3 separate regions of the Mus musculus genome follow, and regions 2 and 3 are each linked to region 1. The links are chromatin contacts, called in public promoter capture Hi-C maps. All regions are on one chromosome and are shown on one strand. Each heading gives the region's core, a stretch centred on a gene start, on an enhancer-like site or on the middle of the called end of the contact. The rest is flanking DNA. Distances are from core to core; before and after follow the strand shown.

What was found. Promoter capture Hi-C pulls out the DNA fragments that hold promoters and counts their contacts.
Region 2: a promoter capture Hi-C map of liver shows a contact between it and region 1, with 2.6 times the contacts expected there. The contact joins the enhancer-like site here to the promoter of Slc25a18 in region 1. A contact is called at or near these places in 4 of 39 promoter capture datasets (the C10 cell line, HPC-7-derived erythroid cells, hematopoietic stem and progenitor cells and 1 more) and 6 of 484 Hi-C or Micro-C datasets (the Ba/F3 cell line, the G1E-ER4 cell line, the HPC-7 cell line and 3 more).
Region 3: a contact with region 1 is called in a promoter capture Hi-C map of pre-B cells. The contact joins the promoter of Cecr2 here to the promoter of Slc25a18 in region 1. A contact is called at or near these places in 18 of 39 promoter capture datasets (the 3T3-L1 cell line, 3T3-L1-derived adipocytes, the HPC-7 cell line and 13 more), 2 of 484 Hi-C or Micro-C datasets (nephron progenitors and stem cell-derived neural progenitor cells), 1 of 115 datasets of contacts at active chromatin or transcription factors (embryonic stem cells) and 2 of 9 other capture datasets (adipose tissue and pancreatic islet).

What each region holds. Positions count from the first base shown.
Region 1 is chr6:120,771,462-120,775,667 of GRCm38.p6, reverse strand. Slc25a18 (solute carrier family 25 (mitochondrial carrier), member 18) reads right to left here and starts at 1,900. Exons shown (of 10, transcript NM_001081048.2): 1 at 1,884-1,900.
Region 2 is chr6:120,876,779-120,880,984 of GRCm38.p6, reverse strand. All of the region lies in intron 6 of Bcl2l13 (BCL2-like 13 (apoptosis facilitator)), which reads right to left. Among named protein-coding and RNA genes, the nearest start is that of Bid, 38 kb to the left of the region's middle. Within about 2 kb of position 2,249, at least 9 of the 459 cell types and tissues checked have an H3K27ac peak or open chromatin away from gene starts, as enhancers often do.
Region 3 is chr6:120,664,422-120,668,627 of GRCm38.p6, reverse strand. Cecr2 (CECR2, histone acetyl-lysine reader) reads right to left here and starts at 2,314. Exons shown (of 19, transcript NM_001368706.1): 1 at 1,921-2,314. The coding sequence starts at 2,046.

The DNA of each region.
Region 1 (4,206 bases), core at 651-3,150:
AGAGAGAATTCAGTGAATATTAGTGGCATCCACCTGTAATTCCAGGACTTGAAACCTCAGCCTTCAAATGGTGGGACTACATAAATTGTCATAAGCCCGAAGCCAGCCCTCACTACAGAGTGGCACTGTCTCAAAACCAAAAACTAAACCAAAGGAGGGCTGGGATGTAGTTCAGTTGGTACCTGCCTAGGATCCATGAAGTCCAACCAATCCCCAGAGCACAGGGTGGCAATCAGGAAGTAGAGAAAGGAAAAGCAGGAAATCAAGAATGTATTTGGCTAGAAAGCAAATTTTGGACCTGCTTGGGCTTCATGAGTGTCTCAAATGAAAAACCCAAACCAAATCAAACAAGAAAAAAAAAAAAAAAAGCCGGGGTGACATCACCAGCTAGGAAGGACCCACAGGAGAGGAAGATCAGGGGAGCAGGCAGCTTCAGCTTTGGTTGGCTTTGGTTCGGTTACAGGCAGAGAGAAAGAAGGGTGATGGGTCTGGAAAAGTACAGCAAAGTTAAGAGATGCACCTGAACTCTCTTTAAGCAAATTTCCAGGCAGGATCAAAGGTCTACTTGCTTCCAGAGTGGCCCTGCAAGATCCCAAGTCAGCTAGGAAGGCAGTATTTCCAACCCCCCAGGCCCAATGACCAAGTCTTATGTTACCGGGATACCCTAATGACACAGGTACACAGTCAAGCTTTCCAACTTTCTGGCTGGCTTTCAATCTTGAGTGCATCATGAAAACCAATCTCTTTAAGGCAGGTTTTGTGTAGCCCAGGAAACCAGTAAGAGGCAGTCTGGCAGGAGCTTGTTAACTAAAATGTTGCAGCAGCTGAGGGACTATCATGTATTATTAGTAGGCTGTTAGATAGCAAAGGACTACAGTTTTGATATTAGGGCCACAGTTTGAAAACTTTGAGGTGCAGAGAAAATGGGAAACTGAACTGGACTGAGACCAATGAAAGGAAGACAGCAGGTGGCCTAAGTCAGGGTGGACAGTAAGGGAGTTCGTCAGCTTTGCTATTTCTTCCCAAGTATAGATGAGAGGACATCTGTTACCATTTAGTCAGCAACATAAGCTGCCTTCCATAGTTCTTCAGGAGACGTTAGTGGAGATAGATATATCCGCTAGGTATGAAGGTAAAATTCAGCTCAGATCAGAAAGGTGTAAAGCCCTAGATTTGATGCCAGGTCCTTCCACTATGGGGGTGCTCTTATGGTCTGTGATGCATCATCAAAGAGGGTGTCTCACATCAGGGGGCTGGGCACTTCATGGGCTGATCAGGCAGGAGGAGGAAGGCACAGAACCTACATTTAAACCAGGTTCTAGGTGATGTTTGTTCATAACGTAGGTTACTGTCTGACAGATACCAGGTCAGACTTAACCTGTGCACTGATGTCTGTCCAGGCCAAATGGTGTGAACACACCAAGAACCACCCTGCTGCAATGAGTAACAAACCAGACTTCACCCTCTTCACCTCTGGCTAAGCACCATCCCTTCCAGCACTTTGGTTGCTGTAGGCTGGTTTCCTTCAATGTGTCCCCCTTTACTAACTGAGGAAAGGACAGTAGTCTTTCCTCTGTATTCTGAAGGAGCAGGCAAAGTGCCAGGCAGATGCTGCTCATCAGTCTGCTGGGCCTCAAGTGGATGCAGCAAACTGCGGGAGTGGGGATTCTGTGCTGAGTATGCACAGACATTTTCTCTCGTCAGTGCTCAACAGTACAGCGTGACAGCTCTATACATGGGGTTTTTAAAAGAGACAACAATATACAGGGCCATGTGCATAGATGGTATGCAAATACCAAGTTACATGGGGACTTAAGCACTGGGACTTAGCACTGGGAATTCTGGAACCGATCCCTAAGGACAGCAAGGGCAACTGTACTTACGGACAAGGCGTTTAGGGGTCACTCCACATCTGTGTTTGGTATACTCCAGGCCCGGCTGTGCTGGATCTTGTCTTTGCCTTCCTTCCTATAAAGACTTAACTCTTCCCTAGAGTTAAAACTCGTGATACAATCTGAGGAGCTGGCTTCACTGCTTCAAAACCTCTGCTCAGCCAGACCAGGGTGAATGGTCCTATGTGGTCAGAAATGAGCCCACAGGATGAGCAAGTTGTGGTTTTCCACTCCTCAAATGGTCTCAAGGCACCTGCATTAAAATTCGTGTCATGGAGGCACGGGGGCAGGGACTCCAGGATACAATAGCTCAATCTGGGCATTTCCCAGCTGCCTTCTTGGCTGCTACAGCACTTCACTGTGCACTGAAAGCTTTTGCTAAAACTGCCTCAGGAAACTAGAGGAGTGAGCCTTGTAAGCACAAAGGAGACAGAAACAAATGCACAAACACTGTCCTTTCAAAAGCTCAAGGAACTGAATCCAGGGCAACAGATCAACAAGGCCAAGCTACCAGAGCGAAGTGGGGGGTGAGGACAGGGAAGTCTGCCCTGACAGGCAGCAGCATCGGTGCTCAGAGCTTTGCCACTCCTGGCCGAGCTGGAAGGATTTACAGCCACCCAGGAGAAAAGAGCCACAGCCAAAGACACCATGTACATAATAGCCACAGATCATAAGCCATTCCCCTTCCAGAAGACTCCAGCTAGGTATTTCTCCGTTATTAATATTTTCAGGGAGAGATCAGAACAATACTGCACAAACAAGTTTTAAAATCAAGCTCACTAGTAGTAGAAGATAGTATTTTTTGTTGTATACAGGATTTAGCATTGTTTCGTCAAAATGATTTGTGTAGAATAGACACTTTCTTTTGAGATAGGATCTTGTGTATCCTAAGCTGTAAGCTATGTATACAAGAGGACTTGATTTTGAGCTTCCTGCCTCTCTGACACACACCCAGCTTCATCTGGAGTTGGAAGTTGGAACTTGAGGCCTCACACACAGTATAGACACTCTTTTTTGTTTGTTTTTTGAGACATGGTTTCTCTGTATAGCCCTGGCTGTCCTGGAACTCACTCTGTAGACCAGGCTGGCCTCGAACTCAGAAATCCACCTGCCTCTGCTTCCCGAGTGCTGGGATCAAAGGTGTGCGCCACCACACCGGCCGCAGACACTCTTATCAATTGATCTACATCAAGTTCTAAGAATTAAGTTCTATTTTGTTTACAGTAGATCTATTTTTAATTGACATACAGGATTGTACATGTAAATGACTGCCTGTATCTTATATGCACAATGGAAGTCAGAACTGAGCACTGGATCTCTTGGAACTGGAATTGCAAGCAGTTGTGAGTTGCTCTGTGGGTACTGGGAGAAGCAAGTACTTTTAACACTGAGCCATTCCTCCAGGCCCACAGCTAAATTCTTAGTAATCTGGCTTTCCCTGTTGAGGAATTATGTAATATGGGGGTTTTGGGTGGAGAATAAGTTAGGCTCCCAAGTTTCTATTTTCTAAGGGACAGTAGGGTGCACAAGGAAGCAGCTGTCTGGATGCCTAAGGCATGATGCAACTGGGCTGGGTTTCTGAGAGGCTGGTGCATGGGGCTGGCAGCCAGTGACTTGCCATCCCACTCCAGGCAAACAGAAACCACCACCATCAGAGAGAACAATGTGACCAGCATAGTACACACCTAGGTTTCCTAAAAGTGTTCATCCTAAAGCTTACTTTGTTCCAGAAATTACATAGACATGCAACCACACTAGAAAATAAAGTGACACAGCGTATTTTATAGAAGAAATGCCCTTTTCTATTGTGTAACGTTCTCAGGACTGGGTTGTTTTACTTTTGTATGTTTTGAAGAGGCCTTGAGCTGGAGAGATGGCTCAGCAGATGAAAATGTTTACCTTTTTAAGCCCACCAATCTGAGTTTGAGCCCCAGAACCCATGTGAAGGAAAAGAGACAAGTCCTTGTTGCATTAGCTGGCCACCAGCTACTAACTGACCTGCAGTCTTCAGAGTCCAGAGATTGTGGGTAGGCACATGTATGGCTGAATTATTATGGAATGAGGACTACTTAAAAGTGTAATAATAAAAGCAGCTAGGTAGTTTGGTCTAAGACCACGGTTGATTACATAACCTACCTAATCAAAACATTTCCCAGGAACTAGAACTAAAAACAATTGGGTTAGCCTAAGCTTCATTGGGCTTGCAGCTCCCTCTTCTGGATATCTGTAACTTGGATGACTACAAGCTACAGGTTATCTATGGTCTCTGTCAACTGACTGCTCACCAAAGGCTCTGCAAGGAGAGCAGTCAATG
Region 2 (4,206 bases), core at 1,000-3,499, 100 kb before region 1:
AAAAAAAAAGAAGGAAAACAACAACAACAAAGAAACAAACAAACCAAGAAACCAGAGGAGATGTGGTAGCACACACCTTTAATTTCAGGGCTCAGGAGGCGGAGATAGGTGAATCTCTGTTAAGTTTGAGGCCAGCCTGGCCTATAAAGTGAGTCCAGGACAGCCAGAGCTATTACACAAAAATACCCTGTCTTGAAAAAACAAACAAAAGAGAGAGAGAGAGAAAAAAAAAGACAGAGACAGAGAGACAAAACCAGAATCTAACTAAACAGGTGAACATTTTAGTGCTGGAAAAGAAAGTTTATTGAAATGGAACCTTCATAAAGGGAAAGTTAACAAGCCGAAATAGGATTCGTTGTAAAATGTGGTTATTATATTTGTGTTTGTGATATCACAGCAGCACATCTGTCTATACAGCCTGGGTCCTGATAACCTGACTTTATCCTTTGCTTTCATGTCCCCCTACCTTACAACATTTTGTACTGAGACATGCCAGTTTCGTAAAAATTAACCAAGTGTTTTATATTCTTCTACAACTTTTTTTTTCCTAAAACTTATAATACATGTAGATTGTGTGGCAGTCAGAGGGCCCCAGGGATCCACCTCAGCTTGGTGACTAGCACCTTTATCTACCTAACCATCACCCCTGATGTGAGTCCTGAAAGAAGAGCCAAGCAAAGGAGCTCACATTTGTAATCTCAGCACTTAAGAGGCTGAGACAAGAGGATTGCTGTAAGTTGGAGGCCAGCTTATACAGTAAGTTCTAGGCCACCCTTAATAAACTCCCTCCCTCAAAAAAATAAAAATAAAAATAAAAAAGGATGACCACTACAGCCCTGCCCAGTGGGGAGCTGTCCACACAGACAGCTGTTCTAGGGCCCTGAAGCTTGGCAGAGTGAACACTCAAATGCATTTCTAGAACCATCCATCACCTGAGCTTGTTTCTAACAGGGCATCGGCCTCACACTTGACCTTCTGCTGTAAAGCAAGCTGAAGTCCACTATATCACACTGTCTCAAGTTTATGGCCAAAAGCAGAGAAAACAGGTTACCCTCTTCAAGCAAGCAGACACACAGAAAATATGTTTGGCAACTGACTGAGTGGTTGCCTCCATGCACAAAGCCCTGGATTTCATGCCCAGCACTACAGAAACCAAGTGTGGTGGCGCAGCTCTGTAACTCCAGCACTGGGAAGACAAGGAAGGAGAACCGGGAGCTCAAGGCCAGCCTCAAGGAGGTCAGCTATATAGCAAGTTCAAGGCCAACTTGTCTACATGAAACAAAAATAAGATTAGTTAAATTTGTATACTGCTTCCTGATGTCTAATATTGAGTTTATTTTGCTTCAAGCTTGTTTTTTTTTTCCCTCACATCCGTTACACATTATTTGGCCAGCTTGATGTTAATTTCGCCTTTTGTGTCATGGCTGCTGATCTAGCACCTACGGTTTCATTTTTCCATCTGAGGATGGGTGGGTGGAATTCCACAGCCCATCCTCATTGGTAAATCCATCAAGAGAAGCACTTCCACTTAGCTGGGCCAATTCACCATCTTTCATGTATTCGGCTTATGAAATGGAAACAGGTAACAGGATACTAACAACCAAATGCTTCTTCAATCCCTTCTAAACTAAAATAAGAAGACAACGTATGGAAAGACCTTCTGGAAGTTATCATCATGTAATATGATGCCAAGACCTACAAGAGCATATCTCAGAACCCAGCTCTGGGACGGGACTGCAGCCAAGAGGCAAAGAGCTCTTGTGCAGTCCATAGTGAGGCTCTGACTTTCGTCTCTGGCACTGAAGAGGGGGATGGGAATCAATCTGGAACCCAATATAATGAACGCCCAGACCTGCAGTCTTCAGAACTTACTAAACTAAGCTGATTTTGTTGCAACCATCTACTAAGTTTCAGATCAATGTTCATAGCATGAAGCTATAAGAAACCCTTACCCTAAATGCTTCCAAGAGAATCCTTAGTCTAGACTAAAAATAGACTTTTTTGTAGCTGCTACTCTTTAAAATCTTAAGGACAATCTTCAATTCAGGTGAAACAGATAAAAGATTAATTTCATTCAAAAATGTAAGACAGACTAGTGCGAGTTTACAGTAGTTTTTCTACATAATCTAAAACTGAACCTTTTTAGTGCAGTGCATGACAACAGAGGAAATCAAAGGCACAGGAGACCTGAAGGGCTGCCCTTTCAGAAACAGATACAATGTAACCCGCTAGGAAATGAGACCGCAGAGAGCAGAGAGCAGAGAGCAGAGGGAGAAAACACTTAGTCACAGCTCGCAGCTCTTACCTGCCCTCACTGGGTAGCAGGCCAAACACAAGCCACACTTAACAGTGAGAAGACAGAAGCCACGTGAACACTTACAGACACACCTAATAGCATACCATTTACAAAACAGAAATTTCCTTTTCTTTCTTTTTTTCTTTTTTAAGCTCTCACTATGTAGTTAAGTTGGCCTGGAAGTCACTGTGAAGCCCAGGTGGCCTCAAACTAACAATTCTGCCTCTGCTCCCGAAGTACTAAGATTATACACCTGTGCCACCAGGGTTGGCTTACAATGGCATTAAGCGCTGTCAATTCAATACTCACCACTCATGCAGACACCCTGTGTCAGAGGACACAGTTGCACCCACTAATAAGAGACCAACCAGTCATAGCCTCAGGCCAGTCAACATTCTTGCACAGAGGGAAGGAGGCTCCGAGCACCCACTCTTAATGAAGGAGCTATGGCTTTTGGGGGCGGGGGGAGCCATTCTTCTTTAAGGGTGTAGATCCTGGGAGGTCAACCACACTTTGGTGTAGTGTCCCACACCCCATCGGGTAGTAAATGGGCAGTGTAAGTTGGACTTGATGGGTTATATATTTAAAAAAAAAGGACATGGAGTTGGAGATGGGAAAGGAATGGGTGGGTCTGAGAGGAGAAGAGGGTATAAATGTGATCAATCAATTGTATGGAAATTTCAAAGAAGTACTAATATTTATAAAGGGGAAAAAGAAAAGTAGCACCTGATTTCTACTTTTATCATCATCATCATCATCAATTTTTGAGACAGGGTCTCACACAGCCCACAAGCTAGCCCTGAGTCAGCTATGCCCACAAAGCTGCCCTTCAACTCCTGGTCCGCTTGCCCCCACATTCAAAGTACTGGGATCACAGGCCAATGGCTTCAGTGCCTTAGTTGTTTTTGTTAAGGTTTTCCTAAGTTTGTTTGTTTGCATGCATGCATGCGTGTGTGTGCATTCTCTCTTTCGCTTTCTCTCTCTCTCTCTCTCCCTCTCCTCCCTCCCTGTATTATGCATGTGTGTGCATTCATGTGCCAACAAATGGTTGCCCCAAATTGTGACCCATTCAATGGTGGGGGAGGGGGAAAGGGGAGGGGGAGGAGAGGGGGAGGGAGAGGGAGAGGGGAAAAAAAAGAAAAACAAAAAGGACAAAGAAAGAAATGTACATATATAAGAATGCTCAGAACAGCGTCTAATAGTAAATGGAAATATGGAGAAAACTACAGGTAAATAAGCCTGTGAGAGGTGAACCTGCAGTGCTGACCCTCAGGACAGCTGTCTGTCTCTGGGACTTGGGGCTTGCTGATTTGGCTGAGCTGTCTCTCCGGTGGTGCTGGGTGTACAAGTGTGCATCCCATGTCTGATTTTATTATTTGGGTTCTAGGAATCGAATGTGGGTCATCATGTTTGCACAGAAAGCACTTCAAAGACCATCTCCAGCTTCTAACTCCCCCCACCCCTTTTGTTGGCATGTGTTTTTGAGACCAGCTTTCTCTGTGTAGCTCTGGTGTCACTCTGTAGACCAGGCTGGCCACAAACTCAAAATTCACTTGCTTGTGCCTCCTGAGTGCTAAGATTAAATAAACTCCAACTGTATTTTAAAACTCTTTTTTCATGGAGGAAGGAAGCTGGCTAAAATGGATCACTGGTGAACTGAAGGGGAAATGAAAAAGGCTAAGGAACAACCCTAACATTAAGTGAAGCACACAGGCCACAGGAGGACACAGTAACGATGCTCCTCACCAACTCCAAAGCAGAATTACTACTGTCTACGGACACATTACTAATCCATATCTAAGCATGACCTTACTGTCTACGGACACATACACTATGACCTTAACAGTTCAGACAACCTGTGCTAGAGAGATGGCCCGGGACTAAAAGCATGCACTGCTTTTCCAGAGGAC
Region 3 (4,206 bases), core at 1,065-3,564, 110 kb after region 1:
TTACATTTCCGAGAGGAATTAGGCCAACAAACACTGAGAACCTCAAGTTTACTATTTAAAGATAGAAATTAGAGGTTAACTTTAAATATGTTGAGTATAATTAAGACAAAATGAGTTTCCTCTACCTTTTTATCAACAAAATGGGAATACAAGGACTTGGGAAAGTGCCATTTCTCCAACAGTGGCGTTTTCAAATGTACTCAATTTGTAATCCGCACATCAATTTATTTCCTCTTGAAAGAAAATGGGTTGGGACAGGTTTATCAGCACCCAAGACAGCAATTGTCACAAGCACCAACACACACACACATACACACACACACACACACTGCAGCCATTTTGAACAGCAGGATTTAATTAGACTACTCAAGATTTCAAACTAACTAAAAGGAAACACAGGACATCAGAATCATTAATCATCATCTCTTCCCCTTTAAGATTCCTCAAATCGTTAATCTTTGTAGTCCGATTTCATTACAAAATTTCATCACAAAAATGGTCCTTACACTCCTGTTCAAACTTTGTAAATAAACGCTTTGAGTTGCGTTTAATTGCCAAGTTTCATTTTCCTAAAGCCTGGAGAAGCCCACGACCTGGAAAATCCTACCAACCTTTTCACTTTGTTTTAAAGTCCCTCCAAAAGCCATCGAATGGCCCCAACTTCAGTCCACATTCCTCTTCACCTTCCTAACCTACACCCCTTGTAATCGGTTTAGATTTCCAATTTCGTTAACTTTGCAACACGAGGAAATTCCCACGCTTCATTCATAGAAGCAAGTGATATTTCTGCAAACACAACGGACTTTAAAAAATAAAGGTGTGCGAAGACCTCAAGAGTCAACAAATTAAAATCAAGATTCGGGGGGGGGGGGGGTGAAGAGGCAACCACAACGGTCAGACTTCCCAAATAAATTACTTTAATTTTGATTACTTCCATTGTAAAGGCAGTCACAAAACTGAAAACAGTAACTGACCAACAACAGTTTCTTGTACCTTTGTCCCAAGGAAGAAAAAAAAAAAAAAAAAGGGTGATTAAGTCCCTACAGACAGGAAAAAAAGCAACTCAACCTGCCAACCAATCAGTATTTCACAATTCCTTCCAAAAATAAATGCCAGGATGCTGCTTCGGACCATCTTATACATTCCGTTTCCCACACTCCCGCCACCGTCCTTGTCATTAGGACCCTCGGATTTTAGTCCAGTTATCACAAAGCCTCGGGTCTTGAAAGCACCTTCGGCCTGGCCAGAAAGCCATTCCTTTCCTCCTCGCTCGCCCGGGGGAATAATGGTGGCGAAATCAACTCAGAGAGAGAGCTCCCGGAATACGGACGGCTGCGCCTTCCTCCGTAGAGGAGCTGTTTTAAAAGGGAGGGGGGCCCAAACTTTCCCTCCACAGTCTCGGCGTCCCGAGCGACGGTGAGCGACGGGCGGTCCCACAAGGAGAACGCCCCAAGCCCAGGCCCCATCTGCGCCCGCCCGAAGTTGACTCGAAGCGCCCGAGAGTTACGGGCCTCCGCAAGTCCGCCAAGTGCGACCCGGGCGAGCGTCTCCCGAGCAACGCCGCCCCTGCCCGAGGCCGCTCCCGCCCCGCCGCTGTGGCCCCCGGCGCGTGAGCCCGCATCGCGTCCCGGTCCCCGCCTGAGCAGCTGCTCGCCGCCTCCGAGGCTCCAGCGGGGAGCGCGCGCGCACTCTCGCCCTCAGACCGGCCGAGAAGTCCCGGGAGAGCCCCGGGGTCCCGCGCCGACAAAAGCAGGCTCGACCCCCGCCGGCGAGAGCGCGCGGGGCCACGGGGAGCCCGTGCCGGCCGCCAGCCTCGTGCCCGCCGCCGAGCCCCCTCGCCGCCCGCACTCCGCGCCAAGTCGGCGGCCCGCGACTCCCCGCAGAGAAGCGCGGAGAAAGGGCGCAGCGCCGGCTACTCACCTCGATCTCGAAGTCGGGCAGGCGGAACGCCGTGCGAAAGAGCGAGCAGAAGTGCGCGATGGCCGGGACTTCCCACCAGGAGCGGAGCTCGCCCAGCCCGGCCGCGCCGCCTTCCTCCGGGCACATCTCCCCGCCGCGCTCGCTCACTCGCTCTCGCTCGCTCGCTCGGACTCCGGCCGCCGGCAGCGCCTCTCACTCAGCGCGCGGCGGCTCCCGCCGCTCGGCGTGAGCTCAAGCGGAGGCGCGGCCGGGCGGGGGGCGGCGGTCCGACTCGCTCAAGCGGCCGCTGCTCGGGCAGCCGGCGGGGGCCGCGCGCTCGCCCCGTCCCGCCGCGGCCGTGCGGCCGCCCCCAATCCCATACAATATAATCCACTCAGCGCTGAGGAAAACAGATGGGGCTGGGGGTGGGGAGGGGGCCCGGCAGAAACCTGGGAGGAGGGGCCGCCCACGAGGAGGGGGCGGGGCCGGCGCGCACCACAACAACAACCCCGCCCCCACCCCTGCGCGGACAGCTGCACCGAGGGCGGGGGAGGGGGAGCGGGCGAGCCGCGCCCGGGGAGGGGCCGCCCGTGACGCGGAGGGGCCCGCGCGCAGCCCGCGGGCGGCCGGGCGGGTGGGAGCCGCGCTCTGCCGTGCAGGTGTTTGGGGCCGGGGAGTTCGGCGACTTTGGTGACGGAAGACAATAAGGGTCTCTCCCACCCCCACGTGGCCTCAGTGGTCGAGTCCTTTTAAAGGGCCCGCGGGGTGGTGCTCTTGCTGGGGACTCGCTCCGGGAGTGCGCACGTGTGGGATTTCAGTTATTACTGCTGTGGAGGGTGGCGCGGGACAGAGCGAGTGGGACGTCCACGCTGGAAACCGGAGGCCCGGGGAAACGACGCGCTTTCCACCTGTTCTTTAGCGCTTTTTTATTTTTATTATTATTACTATTATTAGCCTATCTGAGAACGGGACTTAAGGGAGCGCTAAAGTGCCTCGCTTCTCCAAGGGAAGAAGGTGGTGGGGCTGGTTCGGCTGGAACCGAGTAGGATGGAGGGGTAGAGTGTGGCGGGAAGGGTGGAGTAGGGGGGAGGCACCAATCAGCAGCCTAGCGGGAAGAGCAATTTCCCCCACCCCAGGGAACGGACACGTGCAGCCGCCCTGGAGGAGACTGGCTTTGAGCCCTCTGACTGCCCTCGCCGGAGCGGAGCGCGGCTGCTGCGGGCGCGAGTGCTCACAATGTGGCTGGGAGGCTGGGGGATGGGGAAGAGCCTGGAGACTAAGGACGTGTGTCCGGGTGGGGGTGGAGACCTGCCCGGGCTGCGGGAATACGCTCCGAGAGGAAGGTGCTCGGACTTTAGAAAAGTTAACTGCTATTTAGGACGGTGGAATTCTGTCTAAACCGGAAGGGGAAAAAATCACCCCCGAAATAGCCCAGAAGTTTGGAAAAACTACGTTGTAGTAGCGCCTATTTGTATTGGTCATTTGCGCTTGAGCAGTTCTACTCTAAGAGTCCTGGCTGCTTCTTTAGTCCACCTCGCCAGAAACACCGCCCCTTAGGTGCACTCAAATTCGGCTGTTTAGATAGGTACAACCCTGGAAAGAATAATAGGGAGCGAGTTTGTGAGATAGATGTGTAAGTGGGAGGCCTGGCTCGTTCCTCCTCCCTCACCTATTCTAATTACTTTAATAACTAACCTCTTGTGTCTTTGTAAGGCAGCACTTAAAAACACTAAAATCCTTAAGTTATATATCCAAGTGTGCCTTTTGTGAGCCAACTAACCTTAAGATACTTCATCTTCCCTCACACTGCCCTGTAGGTGAGAGTTAGCAACCCCTACACGCTATCTATCCCATTTTTATTTTTAAAGTTTGTTTTTGAATGTTTTCAAAACGCAGCTACTCTGTAGATACCTCATGAATGGGGGTGGAGGGATACAGGAGGGCTCCGTGGAACTTTTTTGTGAGTCTGTAGCCCAGGCTGGAGCCTCCATGTTTGACTTGCCCTGAACTGCTGTGCTCTTCATGTATCACACCATTTTCCTTTGAAAAGGGTTGCATGAAGCCCAGACTAGGGAGCAACAAGCTCTCTGCACCTTGAACCAATCCTTCCTGCACTTGCTGGGTGCTGGGGTTACAGACACTCTGGGTGCTGTGGCGTTTCTTAACATACTTGTGTCAAAGCCATTATGTTCTGACTGTTTGTTTGATCCTTCCTCCCTGGTCTCCCTGATCCTCCTATCACTCACTTCCATCTTTATCTTTTATCATTATCTAACCTTCTTAGCTGGCATCTCAGTTGTCATTACT